2 separate regions of the Sus scrofa genome follow, and region 1 is linked to region 2. A link is a contact called in public Hi-C data. All regions are on one chromosome and are shown on one strand. Each heading gives the region's core, a stretch centred on a gene start, on an enhancer-like site or on the middle of the called end of the contact. The rest is flanking DNA. Distances are from core to core; before and after follow the strand shown. Region 1 holds the start of COMMD2 (COMM domain-containing protein 2). Region 2 overlaps WWTR1 (WW domain-containing transcription regulator protein 1).

Evidence for each region. A called contact is a pair of places that touch in the nucleus more often than the background predicts.
Region 1: a Hi-C map of liver shows a contact between it and region 2, with 9 times the contacts expected there. The contact joins the promoter of COMMD2 here to the enhancer-like site in region 2. A contact is called at or near these places in 5 of 47 Hi-C or Micro-C datasets (embryonic fibroblasts, fibroblasts, liver and 1 more).

Annotation. Positions count from the first base shown.
Region 1 is chr13:89,967,394-89,974,604 of Sscrofa11.1, forward strand. COMMD2 (COMM domain-containing protein 2) reads right to left here and starts at 2,191. Exons shown (of 5, transcript XM_003132482.5): 1 at 2,030-2,191; 2 at 1,852-1,929; 3 at 459-541. The coding sequence starts at 2,096. It overlaps LOC102162381 (a long non-coding RNA gene), which reads left to right and starts at 2,268. Exons shown (of 3, transcript XR_001299763.2): 1 at 2,268-2,466; 2 at 2,631-2,799.
Region 2 is chr13:89,790,630-89,797,218 of Sscrofa11.1, forward strand. All of the region lies in intron 4 of WWTR1 (WW domain-containing transcription regulator protein 1), which reads right to left. Among named protein-coding and RNA genes, the nearest start is that of TM4SF4, 93 kb to the left of the region's middle. Within about 2 kb of position 4,897, at least 5 of the 83 cell types and tissues checked have an H3K27ac peak or open chromatin away from gene starts, as enhancers often do. A contact at or near this core is called in liver, where this site is marked.

The DNA.
Region 1 (7,211 bases), core at 941-3,440, 170 kb after region 2:
AATTAGAGGCAATTCTAATTTATACTAACAAAAGGTTTTCATACCAGCAGATCAACTTATAGTCAGATTGTTTAGGTATAACTTCACTAAATCAATTATAAACCAGTAACCTTACTGAAATAGGTAGATCCTGCCAGGACAGATGTAAAGTACACTGAGTCTGGAGTTCCCGTCGAGGAATCACGAGGTTGTGGGTTCCATCCCTGGCCTTGCTCAGTGGGTTAAGGATCCAGCGTTGCCGTGTGCTGTGGTGTAGGTTGAAGATGCAGTCGGATCCCACATTGCTGTGGCTGTGGTGTAGGCCAGCAGCTACAGCTCTAATTAGAGCCCTAGCCTGGAAACCTCCATATGCCACGGGAGTGGCCCTAGAAAAGGCAAAAAGACAAAAAAAAAAAAAAAAGGTACACTGAGCCTTCTTAAGATCTAGGTAATACAAAACAGTCCATAGAATCCCTTACCATGAGCTTTGAGCTTTCAGTGAGGAGGTATATTAATCCTTCCACACCATGCTGTACAGTGTCACTACTCACACCAAGTTTTCCTGAAAAACAGGAAAAGTGAGCAAGTAAAATATGTGGCATTTACTCGTTTATTCAAACTCTTAAGAATAAATATTATCTGTTATTCCATGTTTTCAAAGACTGCAGTAAAATATGAGTTAGTAACAGCCTCCTGTTCATTTAGGAGGCTGTTCATTCTCCACTCCCAGTCAAATGCCTTCTGTATTTCCCACCACATAACTTTCTTTACAAAATGCAAACCTGTGAAGACAATACCAGGCGCATAGTCCTTCTCTTGAGTGCACAGCTACTTCAAGCCTGGCAGAAGGGACAATGTCAGAAACCACCCTTCCTCTGGGTGCGGGGTAGGGGGAGGCAGGAAGGAATACTTCAGCAAAAGCAGATGTTTGAACAATTAATAATAACCCACTCCTGGGTATATATCCTGAAAAACTATAATTAAAAAAGATAATGCACCCCTATGTTCATAGCAGCACAATTCACAATATCCAAGACATGGAATCAACCTAAATGTCCATCGACAGATGAATGGATTAGGAAGATGTGTGACATACACACAATGAAATACTACTCAGTCATAAAAAAGAATGAAATAATGCCATTTGTAGCAACATGGATGCAATTAGAGATTCTTATACTAAGTCAAAAAGTGAAAGACAAATACTATGTGATATCCCTTATATGTGGAAGCTAAAATATGGTACAGATGAACCTACCTACGAACAAAAACAGACTCACAGACATGGAGAATAGACTTGTGATTGCCACGGGTGGGAATGGAGGGAATGGGATGGAGCAGGAGTTTGTGGTTAGCAGATGCAAATTATTACACTTAGAATGGATAAGCAATGAGGTCCTGCCACACAGCACAGAGAACTATATCCAATCACTTGTGCTAGAACATGATGGAAGAAAACATGAGAAAAAGAAAATACATAATTGGGTCACTTTGCTGTACAGCAGAGGTTGACGTAACATTGTAAATCAATTATACTTTAGTAAAAAATTTAAAAAACCTAATAATAACTAAACACTTGCATATTTATGGTTCACCCATCGATTCCACACACTTGGGTGCGTTTAAGCAACGGTAACTCTGGCAGATGGTATGTCTATTTACACCTGATGAAATCGACTTAATACAAGCTTTAAAAAACAATACTTAGAGGACCGGCAGGATTTGCGCCCTAACGGAAGAGCCTTTCTGTTTTATTCTGCTACAACGGGAATAAACCCTTAGATTCTCAATAATCCTTTCGTCTCCAGGGCAACAGAAAACGGCCCGCACTTCCCCGCGCAGTTTGCAAGGTTGCACCTTTCCCTTTCTTACTCGCAGCGCCTTCGTAGATCTTGGGGTTCGAGCCTCGCCTCAGGAACTCCACCGCAATTCGCCCAAACTCGGCGACCACTGCAACGGAAGCCAGGAGACCGTGAGGTTCCCCCCGCCCCACGACACCGATCCCCTCCCCAAAGCGCAGAGCACCACCCTCTGCCGCCTCGCCCTTGACCTGCGCTGTCCACTTGCGGCAGGAAGGCAAGATGCTCCTTATGTTCCTCGGACAGGTCAAGCAGCATCTTCACCGGTATGCGGATTTCAACCCGCAGCACTATCCCCGCCCTCGCCACTTCCGGGCCTTCTGTCCAAACGTAAAGAGACTCCGGCGCCTCAGCGTCCCCGAGCTTTGAGTTCCGGCTTTCGGCAGTCCTACTCGCAAACTTCTGCCGCGGTGCATACTGGGATCAGAGGGTTCTTCTGTTCTCAAATGAGAGGTCCTCTGCTGGGCGCAGGATGCTAGGCTCTGTGGAGGATGAAGAGAAGTTTAAAATTCGACACGCCCCCTTGTGGCGCTTACATTAATAAGGTCAATCGCTAACATTAAGTACTATGTCAGGAAATGTTCTTTACATATATTAACTTATTTAGAGTTCCCAAGAACCTTATGAGGTAAGTACCATTATTGTTCCCTTTAGATGAAAAGGAAACTGCGAGACAGGCCAAGCAACTGAAAGTAACTTTTATAGAGTTATTAGTTTCCACGGAGTTTTTGTGTATGTTATATTGATCTATCTCATTTAATGCGCTCAGTAGCCATGGCATTGTTTGTACAGGTGGATCGTTTTTACAGCGTGGGATATCATTTGTTCAGATGAAGAATCGAAGCTCCAAAGATTACGTTATAAGCCAGTGACAGAGCTGAAAGAAGGTCAGATCCCTTGATCACATGCTCCAAAATTCATCATTCTACACAGCAGGCTGAAAGCTGAAGGTTTGTAACAGGTTTGTATCAGAACTTGATAAAGATGAGGAAGAAAGTAGGCCAATGACTATGCTTCTCTTTAATGTCATGTGTTGAGGATAGTGTGAGAATTCAGTTCCTTTCCCAACTCACTCTTCCCATCTGCTGTGGTTTTAAATATAAGAAACTACACTACAGAATTGCTCATCGATAGGAATGTGACTCTTCAAATATCACCCTCTTGATGGCGGAAAGGGTAGGGGAAAAGAGAGACTTCACATCTGTGGTTATATCTAAGGATTGAGACAGCTTTCTATACTTCAAGTCTCCTGAGCAGAAGTGAACGTTGGAAGAGTTTTTTTTTTTTTTTTTTTTTTTTTTTTAGCTCTGCTCTCTGTGTCTACCTCATCCCTCACATCTGACTGAAACTGAAATTGTCTCCTCCACTGGGGTATAGAAAGGCAGGTCCTTAATCTTGTTAGGTCTTGAAGAGCATTTGCAGAGAGAGCACAATTTTTACTTAGACTATAAGTTGCAGATAAGCAAAAATGGCTTTTTTTTTTTTTTTTGACTTTTTGTCTTTTCTACGGGCGCACCTGAGGCATATGAAGGTTCCCAGGCTAGGAGTCCAATCGGAGCTGTAGCCTCCAGCCTACGCTACAGCCACAGCAATACCAGATCTGAGCCGATCCTGCAACCCACACCACAGCTCACGGCAACACCGGATCCTTAACCCACTGAGCAAGGCCAGGAATCGAACCCGCAACCTCATGGTTCCTAGTTGGATTCGTTAACCACTGAGCCATGACGGGAACTCCAAAAATGGCATTTTCTGAAGAAGGTTTTGTTTGTGCATTGAGAAAATTCCCATTGTATGGGGAATAAGGAATGCTGAATTGAGTCTACAAATGGGTATAATATTATGCCAATATGATATAGCATTTCTTCCCTGTGATTTCAAGGACTGAATTGGGAGTGATGAGGGGAGAATGAAGGTAGGAAATAAGGATTAACAGAATGGGTTGGTCAAGGACAGTAGTCAGAAATTCAAGTTATAGCTAGGGGAAATCAGCCCCTCTACATATCCCTAGGATAAGGTATAGAGTGATTTTCCATTACCAGGTGTCATGTAGTTGTTCAGAGGTAATTACCTGAGTAAAAAATTGAAAGTATATATTCCAAATCTGGCTCTGACACTGACTACCTAGAGGGCCTCTGATAAGTTGTTTTTATATGTTATAAATTTAGCCTCTTCATATGTAAAATGGGTTTTTTAATGATGACTGTCTTTCTGTGCCATGCAGGGCTGCTATGATGCTCAGATGAATTAATAAAATTATATTAAGAAATTGATTTTGATGAAGCAAATTAATGATTTGTAAACTGAAACATTTATATTTTATAGGAGCAGATTTTGTATGCACAAGTCATTGAGAATTCTGTGTGCACAATCATCCTAAAATCTATTCATTTACTTAAACAAATATTTATAGAGCAATTAATCAGAGGCTTAAGCATATGCTATGCCTTGTCAATTTGAAGATGAATAAAACAAGGTCTTTGCCCTCTAGGAGATGAGAGTAAAGTGAAGGAAACAGTCAAGTAATTTCAGTACAGTGTGATGAGTGGTAATACCTAAGTGATTTACATATGACCTGGAGCAAAGAGAAGATGACAATTAACTTTGATTTCAATAAGATTCAGGCTCAGAATAAATGTCTCTTGGTATCCTGTCTATGTTGATAATAATGCTTTACAACTGTTTAATAATATAAGAAAATAAGACTTTAATGTTACTGAATGCTATCTTACTTGGGGTAATATGGTAAAGAATAAATACTTTGCATACTTTCAGTTGTTTCTGACAGGGAACAAGGCTTGATATCAGTTGTCCTCTCATGTTCTTTTCTTATCATCCTCTACCTCATCCACCTTTCTTTTCCCTCATAATGCCCCATATTTCTTTCTCCTTCTTAGGCATTCTAGCCCCAGAATCTTTGCACCAGGCATTTCCTTGGTTGTGTTTTAATGATAAGTGAAATAGTATCATTCCCTGCTAGGAATCACAGTTCAATTCAGTCTACTGTCAAGGGTATTGTACCACCCATCACTCACATGAACTGCCTTCTCATGAGTCTGAGGCTGGCACCAAATGCATGAATTAGCTCCTGTGATTTTTTTTTCATTATTTGTTAACTTTTTCAATTTGAAGAGAAAATGCATACAGACAAAAGGGTGCACATTTTAAAAAATATTCCTTATTGAATTTTCTCAAATTTAACACACCTATTAACCCAGATCAAGAAAGAGAATGTTACCAATTCCCCAGAATCTCGCTGGGCCCTCTTCCAGTCACTATCCCCTTACTGTCCCTACAGTGAATTAATACCTATATACATGCTGCCTTACAACATCTCTCTAGCATCATCTTTGTATTTTCTTTTGTATTAAACTTCTAAGTGCCCTAATCCATAATATCAAATGAGAAACCTAGAGGTATTTTTAAAATTTTTATTGAAGAACAGTTGATTTATAATGTGTTAGTTTCAGGTGTACAGAAAGTGAATCAGTTATACATATTCCTTTCTTTTTCAGATTCCTTTCTCATGTAAGTTATTACAGCATATTAAATAGATTTCCCTGTGCTATACAATATGTCCTTGTTGGTTATCTATTTTATATATAATAGTGTGTCTATGTTAATCCCAAATTCCTCATTTATCCCTTCCCCACCACATTTCCCCTTTGGTAACCACAAGTTTATTTTGAAATCTGTGAGTCTGTTTCTATTTTGTAAATAAGTTCATTTGTGTCATTTTTTTTTTTTTTTTTGTCTTTTGTCTTTTAGGGCCGCACCCGCGGCATATAGAGGTTCCTAGGGGTGTAATTGGAACTGTAGCCGCCGGCCTACGCCAGAGCCACAACAACACGGGATCCGAGCTGTGTCTGCAAACTACACCACAGCTCACAGCAACACCAGATCCTTAACCCACTGAGCAAGGCCAGGGATTGAACCCGCAACGTCATGGTTCCTAGTCAGATTTGTTAACCACTGCACCACAACAGGAACTCCCATTTGTATCATTTTTAAAAATTATATTCCTCATAAAAGTGATATCATATGATATTTGTCTTTGTTTGACTTACTTCACTTCGTATAATAATCTCTAGGTCCACCTCCATGTTGCTGCAAATGGCATTATTTCATTTTTTATGGCTGAGTAATACTCCATTGTATATATGTACCACATCTTTATCCATTCCTCTGTTGATGGACATTTAGGTTGCTTCCATGTCATGGCTGTTGTCAGTAGTGCTGCAGTGTACATTGGGGTGCATGTATCTTTTTGAACTATGATTTTCTCCAGATGGATACCCATTGCTAGATTTTCTCCAGATAGATACCCTTTGGTAGTTCTATTTTTAGCCTTTTAAAGGAACCTCCCAGAGTTCCTGTCGTGGCGCAGTGGTTAACGAATCCAACTAGGAACCATGAGGTTGTGGGTTCGATCCCTGGCCTCGTTCAGTAGGTTAAGGATCCAGCGCTGCCCTGAGCTGTATTGCAGGTTGCAGACATGGCTCAGATCCCGAGATGCTGTGGCTCTGGCGTAGGTTGGTGGCTGTAGCTCTGATTCAACTCCTATCCTGGGAACCTCCATATGCCACAGGAGTGGCTCAAGAAAAGGCAAAAAGACAAAAAAAATTTAAAAATAAAATAAATAAATAAAGGAAACTCCCTACTGTTCTCCATAGTGGTTGTACCAGTTTATGTGCCCACTCACAGGGAGGCAGGTTCTCTTTTCTCCACTCCCTCTCCAGCATTTTTTTTTTTTTGACTTTTTGATGATGGCTATTCTGACCACTGTGAGGTAATACCTCATTGTGGTTTCAATTTACATTTCTCTAATAATTAGTGATGTTGAGCATCTTTTCATGTGCTTTTTGGCCATCTGTAAGTCTTCTTTGGAGAAATGTCTATTTAGATCTTTGCCCATTTTTTGATTGGGTTGGGTTTTTTTGTTTTTGTTTTTCGATGTAGAGCTTCATGGGCCATTTGTGTATTTTGGAGATTAATCTTTTGTTGGTCTCTTCATTTGCAAATATTTTATCCTACTTGTGGGTTGTCATTTTGTTTATGGTTTCTTTTGCTGTGCAAAAGCTTTTAAGTTAATTAGGTCTCATTTGCTTATTTTTGTTTTTATTACTCTGGGAGGCTACAATTTATGTCAAAAAGATATTGCTACAATTTATGTCAAAGAGAGTTTTTCTTATGTTTCCCTATAAGAGTTTTATAGTATCTGGCTTTACATTTAGGTCTTTAATCCATTTTTTTGGCCACACCCATGGCATGCAGAAGTTCTCAGGCCAGGGATTGAACCTGTGCCGCAACCAAGACACTGGATCCTTAACCTGCTGAGCTACCAGGAAACTCCCTTTAATCATTTTGAGATTT
Region 2 (6,589 bases), core at 3,647-6,146:
GTGCCTGGCTAAAAATATACTTTTTTGGCAACCTTAAATCATTTTTTGTAAAAGAAAGTAACACCCCAAACAAATCTTCCCCAGCAATACACAGAGTGGACCTGCAGACAATTACCTGTTTAGCTCAATAAAGCGAACCAAGTCAATATTTTTTGGGGGGGACTTATTTTTTGGTGTTTTTTTTTTTTTTTTTTTTAGGAATTCTTATACTTTCCTAACAAATAATCCAAAGAAACTGGAGGGAAAATGAGGAAATTAAAGGAAGGCACAAAAATTTATGTATAAGAATATTTACTGCAATATCATTTATAATAATAAAAAATAGAATTGACCTGTATGTGTCTCAATAAAAGAACTGATTAAGTAAATTAAGGTAGAGTCACACAACAGAATATTAATATCGTACAGTTGTTATCATGAAGTAGTGTACAGAAGGAAATATTCATAACTTAAATATTTATATACATACATACATTATATACATTTTATATATTTATACACACACACACATATATATTATACTAGAATTATAAAGACTAAAAAGTTTGGTAATGAACATTATTGGCCACAGTAGGAGGAAAGGAGCACTTGAAGGGAGTTTCTGCTGTGGCACAGTGGGTTAAGAATCTGACCGCAATGGCTTGGGTCACTGCAGAGGTAAGGGTTCGATCCCCACCCCAGTGCAGTGGGTTAAAGGATCTGGTGTTGCCAAGCCGTGGCATAGGTTGTAGCTGCAGCATGGATTCAATCCCTGGCCCAAGAACTTCCACATGCTGTGGATGCAACCATAAAAAAATTTAAAAATTTTAAAAAAGAAGCACTTCAATTTTTTCTTTTTTCTTTTTTCTTTTTGTCTTTTTAGGACCGCAACCTTGGAATATGGAAGTTCCCAGGCTAGAGGTCAAATCAGAGCTGTAGCCACTGGTCTACACCATAGCCACAGCAAGGCCAGATCCGAGCTGTGTCTGTGACCTACACCACAGCTCATGGCAATGCCGGATCCTTAACCCACTGAGTAAGGTCAGGGATTGAACCTGTGTCCTCATGGATGCCAGTCAGATTCGTTTCTGCTGAGCCACAATGGGAACTCCTATTAAAACTTTAAAGGCACATAACCTTTGCCAGGAATTCCACCTCTGCAAAATAGTCCTATACATAAACAGCATGTGACACAAGGATTTACATACAGGCATGCACATTGTAGCACTGGTTAATAACAGCAAACAATCAGCAAAAACCCTAAATATCAAACATAGGGGACTGGTTGAATAAATTACTGTACATCAATAGAGTGGAATATTATTTACTACTAACAAAGAATAAATACATCTATAAGTACCAATTCTTTTTTCTTCTTGGCCCTGCCTGTGGCATGCAGAAGTTCCCAGGCCAGGGATCAAACCTATGTCACAGCAGCGACCTGAGCCACAGCAGTGACAACATCAAATCCTTAACCCACTGAGCCATCAGGGAATTCCTATAAAGTACTAATTTATAAAGCTCCCTAAGATATGTTAAGTTTTAAAGAGGCATATATATCCAAACACACATCTGTGTCTGTAGAGCATTTCTAGAATATTGATGGCACCCCTGTATTTGCAGGATCCACATCTGCAGAGTCCACCAACCATGGATTGAAACTGAATCTGCAGATGTGGAACCCATAGATATGGAGGGCAGACTGTACTGCATAAGGGAGTTGAGCATCCTCTACTTTTGGTATCTGCAGGGGCCCTGAAACCAATCCCCTATGCTCAACTGGGTATGAGGCATGACTGTACTGAGGAAGCTGGCATTAGTGGATTCGCTGGGAAGGAGAGAAAGGCCAGGGTCCTGGTGTGAAGGAGACTGACTTCTCATGAATACTCTTGAGAACTGTTTGTATATTTTGCCATGTTTGTGTTACTTTTCCAATAAAAACAATGAATTGAAAAATATTTATCAATCTAAAGATGCTCATAATACATTAAATGAAAAAAGCAGGCTACAAAAAAAGAACCGAGAATTCACCAAACTTTTTTGTTTACATTTGTATTGAAAAAAGACAAATATAGGAGAGTATGTAAATGTGTTTTGGTTTTTTTTTTTTTTTTTTTTTTTGTCTTTTTGTCTCTCTGGGGCAGCACCTGCGGCACATGGAGGTTCCCAGGCCAGGGGTCCAATCGGAGCTACAGCCACCGGCCTACACCACAGCCACAGCAACGCCAGATCTGAGCCACGTCTTCGACCCACACCACAGCTCACGGGAATGCCAGATCCTCAACCCACTGAGCAAGGCCAGGGATTGAACCCGCAACCTCATGGTTCCTAGTTGGATTTGTTTCTGCTGCCCCATGACGGGAACTCCCAGATGTCAATGTTAGTGTGACTTAGAATGGTCAGATGAGAGTGTTTCTTATTTTCTCATTTTTTGCTGATTAGCATTTTCTAAAATGACCAAATAGTAATTATATTATATGGGGGAAAATAACATACTTGAATCTTGCTGCCTCAAATATGTTTTAGAATCTTATTTCTTCCTGTCTTTATTTATTTATTTTTTTAAACCAGGGAGAGGGGATGATCTTCCTGTCTTCAAAACACTTAATGAGAAAAGACCATGAAGGCTTTTGTTTTCCCAGCATCTTTTATGGTATTATTTTGCTGACTTCATCACGGAGAATTATTCAGAGTCAAGCGCGGTAGAACAGCTGTCCCTGACCACCAGCAACTGCAAAACACCCAGGGAATAAATTTAGACTTCCAGAGAGGAAGGAGAAATCAATTGTCCCGTTGATACGGGGTGGGAGAGGTAATGATCACACACAAGCAGGGACTCCATCACCAGAAGCCCCCAGGAGGAGATCAAAGCAAACTGTCCAAATGTCACTTGACACTTACCAATTTGGAACAAGTGGCTGAATGACAAACCATCCCAGAACCCCTCTGCCTAAAACTTTAACTGGGTGCAATTCTGCACAGCAAGGACGTTTCTGGGGGCAAACTACTGGAAGTCAGCCCACCGAGAGTACTGAAACTGTCCAAATTACTTTTAAAACTCTCAACAGAGGCCCAAAGCTTGGTGAAGAGATTAGACATCATTAGAAATAAATTAGTACATGAAAGTCATGCACACAAAGAAGGAACTAAGGAAAACCGTGACCTGGCCTTTACCTCTTTCCGAAGAGGCTCTGCACTTATTTGGGATAAGAGGCCCCCCTCCAGAATTTTTCAGGGGTTCGGGCCTACAGAAGCCTCACTCCTTGGCCACTTCTTTTCAGGTCACTCAAGTTAAAGGCTGGATTTCTGAGTGGGTTACTGCCAGTGATCATGATGGCGTTCTCCAATCACGGTGCTAAAGCACAGTTCTGTGGCGTTCCCATACCCGACAGATGACCACAGCCATCTGAGCCTTTGAAAACGGTGCTCGTTCCCAGGCCCCCTACAGGGTCTGAGGCAGAATTCCCCAGGGTTGGGGTCCAGGCAACATTCCTCCCAGTAGCTGCCCTTGACCATTCTTTCAGGAGCAATTAGGCTACTAGACTTGGAAGATGTATGGTTAACAAATGGTCAAATGGATCCACCCTGTGCTAGGCATGGACCCCCACTTGAAGAAACACTGATCTTAGAGACTAGAAAATGACTTGTTTGCCAAGGCAGACTGGGTCAGCTGCAGAAGCTTGACAATTCATGGCTTTGTCTACACTGCACAGGGCCTGGAGCCTTCTTCCCAACACCCCACCCTCCTCTCCCACCATAAAGAAAGCTCAAGACACCAATGGTTCTCCTTTTTTGCCCCTTTTGGCTATTATAAAACTAATATCACCATATTACAGAGAAAATTAAGGGGACCACCTCCAATTCAAAAGTCTTACTATAATCACTATCAATATCTAAAAATACATAATTGATTTGCTCAATACATTTATTCTACATGGCTGCTTATGTTAACACCAGAGCCAGATCCCTAACCCACTGAACGAGGCCAGGATCAAACCCGTATCCTCATAGACACTATGTCGGGTTCTTAACCCACTGAGCCACAAGAGGAACTCCCTGTTCTCTCTTTTTTTAATCAAGAAAAAAAAAATTTTTAATCTAGAACACCCCCTTTTGCCTGTGCCCACCAGTCTTCCTTTTTTTCCATAAAGAACCATTTTCCACTACAGCAATCCTACCCATCACTCCCACCCTGCCCCTTAAGTGGAGGTTTTACAGTTTGTCTCTGGGTTTCTGTGTGTATGTGCTTGTGTGTGTTAGGCTAATTTATGCTGCAGAAACCACAAAGTTCAAAAAGCAGTGAGACCATTGGAGCTGGAAAAATCACGGTAGCCAGATGTGTCTGCCACAAACTCACCACATAAATTTTATCAGAAAAAAAACTACTGGGAAAAGGAAATATTAAGATGGCCTACATATAAATCTGACTTTCAGCAAACTTTCAGGATACCTTTCTACAGGCTTCCAACAACACCCGGCTGAGGTGTCCCTTAGCTATTTTATTTGCTTTTGATAAAATGTCTTCAAGTGTCTTTGTACACTTCCTAGAGGGATGAATGAGCCAACTTTGCAAACTGAGCAAAGACAAGATTTTTCCATCTTGTCTTGAAAAGCATACCCTGTAAAAAAGAAAAAGAAAAAAAGACAGCAAGACAACCACACATGTGCTTATAATTTGAAATACAGATCAAGACAGACCCGGAGGAGAGACTCTGGCTTGGTGGATGGCACATCTTCAAAGGGGGAGTGTGTGTGTGAGTGTGTGATATTTTAAAAATTCCTATAGCATTAAAAATACACTCTGGCTGCACTTTACCAGAAGTTTCTAAACTGGCTAGGGCTGGCAGTCTGGTGAAGTTGTTACACAGTCTTTATTTTTCCTGTCCTGTCTGGGAGGAGACTGGCACCCCAGGTTGGGACCTTGTTCCAACAAAGAGGCCCGTTAATGTGTGACAGGGCCCAGCACACCATGGTTTATGATCGCCAGGATTATCACTGAAAAGGCAAAATTGTTACTTTCTCTGGTTGAAAACATTTTAAAATATGGAGAGGTTTTGTTTTGCTTTTGTTTGCTTGTTTGTTTGTTTTTTGTCTTTTTAGGGCCACACCCACAGCACTAGGGGTTCCCAAGCTAGGGGTCAAGTCAGCTTTAGCTGCCAGTCTATGCCACAACCACAGCAATGCCAGATCCAAGCTGCGTCTTCAACCTATACCACAGCTCACAGCAATGCAGGATCCCTCACCCACTGAGCAAGGCCAGGGATGGAACCCACATCCTCATGGATACCCGTCAGGTTCATTACCACTGAGCTACGACGGGAACTTCTGGAGAGATGTGAAGTTATTGCACAAGGTCAGTACTGTTGTGCTGAGAAATGGGAACACTTTGATGTTGTCATGCTTGCAGAGGGAGAAGTTTCTAAGTGAACCTTCTCTGCCCAAACTCACTGTGCTTGCTAGCTGGGGTTAAAGGTGATTTTTGCAACATGTAAGCAAACGTCGGAAAGATCACAGTTGCAGGATGCGAGGCTGGGTTTTCCTGAGGGAGGAGGAGGAGGACGGCTTCCTAATGGCACACACCACAGGCTCTTCCTCCCACCACACAGGGACCAGAAAAGTGAGGAAAAACCAAGCTACCAACTAATTATAATAGTTATAAAAATCCATTTCTTTGGGGGCTTTCTCTATGCCAGGTACCAAGGCATGGACTACCTAACTACTCAAAACAAATTTCATGGGGGAAAGACTATCATCATCACCTACTACAAATAAGGAAAATGAGACCCATGTTAAGCCCAAGAGAAACTGTTTTGACTCCAAGGCTTCCCATTAACCAAAAAGGTTCCGACTCTCCAACCCACCCCCATCACCACCCTAACAACCTAACTGATTTCCTTAGCAGGTTCCATTTTCCCCAAGCCCATTGTTTTATACACTATAATATGCCTGTGTAGAGTCCTTTTTTTCTTTTGGGCTGTGCCCACAGCATGCATAAATTTCCAGACCAGGGGATGAACCCTCACCACAGCAGTAACAACACTGCATCATTAACTGGTTGTGCCACCAGGGAACTCAGAATCCTTTTGTTTGTTTGTTTGTTTCATTTTTTTCCCACTCCTCCAAAAAAATTTAGTGGCTTTTTTTTTTTTCCGTCTTTTTTAGGGCCACATCTGCAGCATATGGAGGTTCCCAGGCTAGGGTTCAAATCGGAGCTGCAGCTGCCAGCTTCCACCAAGCCATAGCAACTTGGGATCTGAGCTGTGTCTGCTACCTACACCACAGCTTATGGCAATGCTGGATCCTTAACCCACTGAGCAAGGCCAGGGATCAAATCCATGTCCTCATGGATACAAGTCAGATTCGTTTCTGCCAAGCCACAACAGGAACTCCCCTGTAGTGGCTTTAAATAGTAATTAGTCATACCAACAACCCACTTAAAAGACATGAGACTCTGAGTAGTAGTATTATGAAAAAATATCAACTTTCATAGGTATAGAATTCCACCCAGTAAGCTCTCCTCTGCACTATCCAAAGTTCTCCAAGACCTTCCTCTCCCCTTCCATTCACTGTGTATCGCTAGGGACTCAGACTCAAAGGTGACCAATTTGCT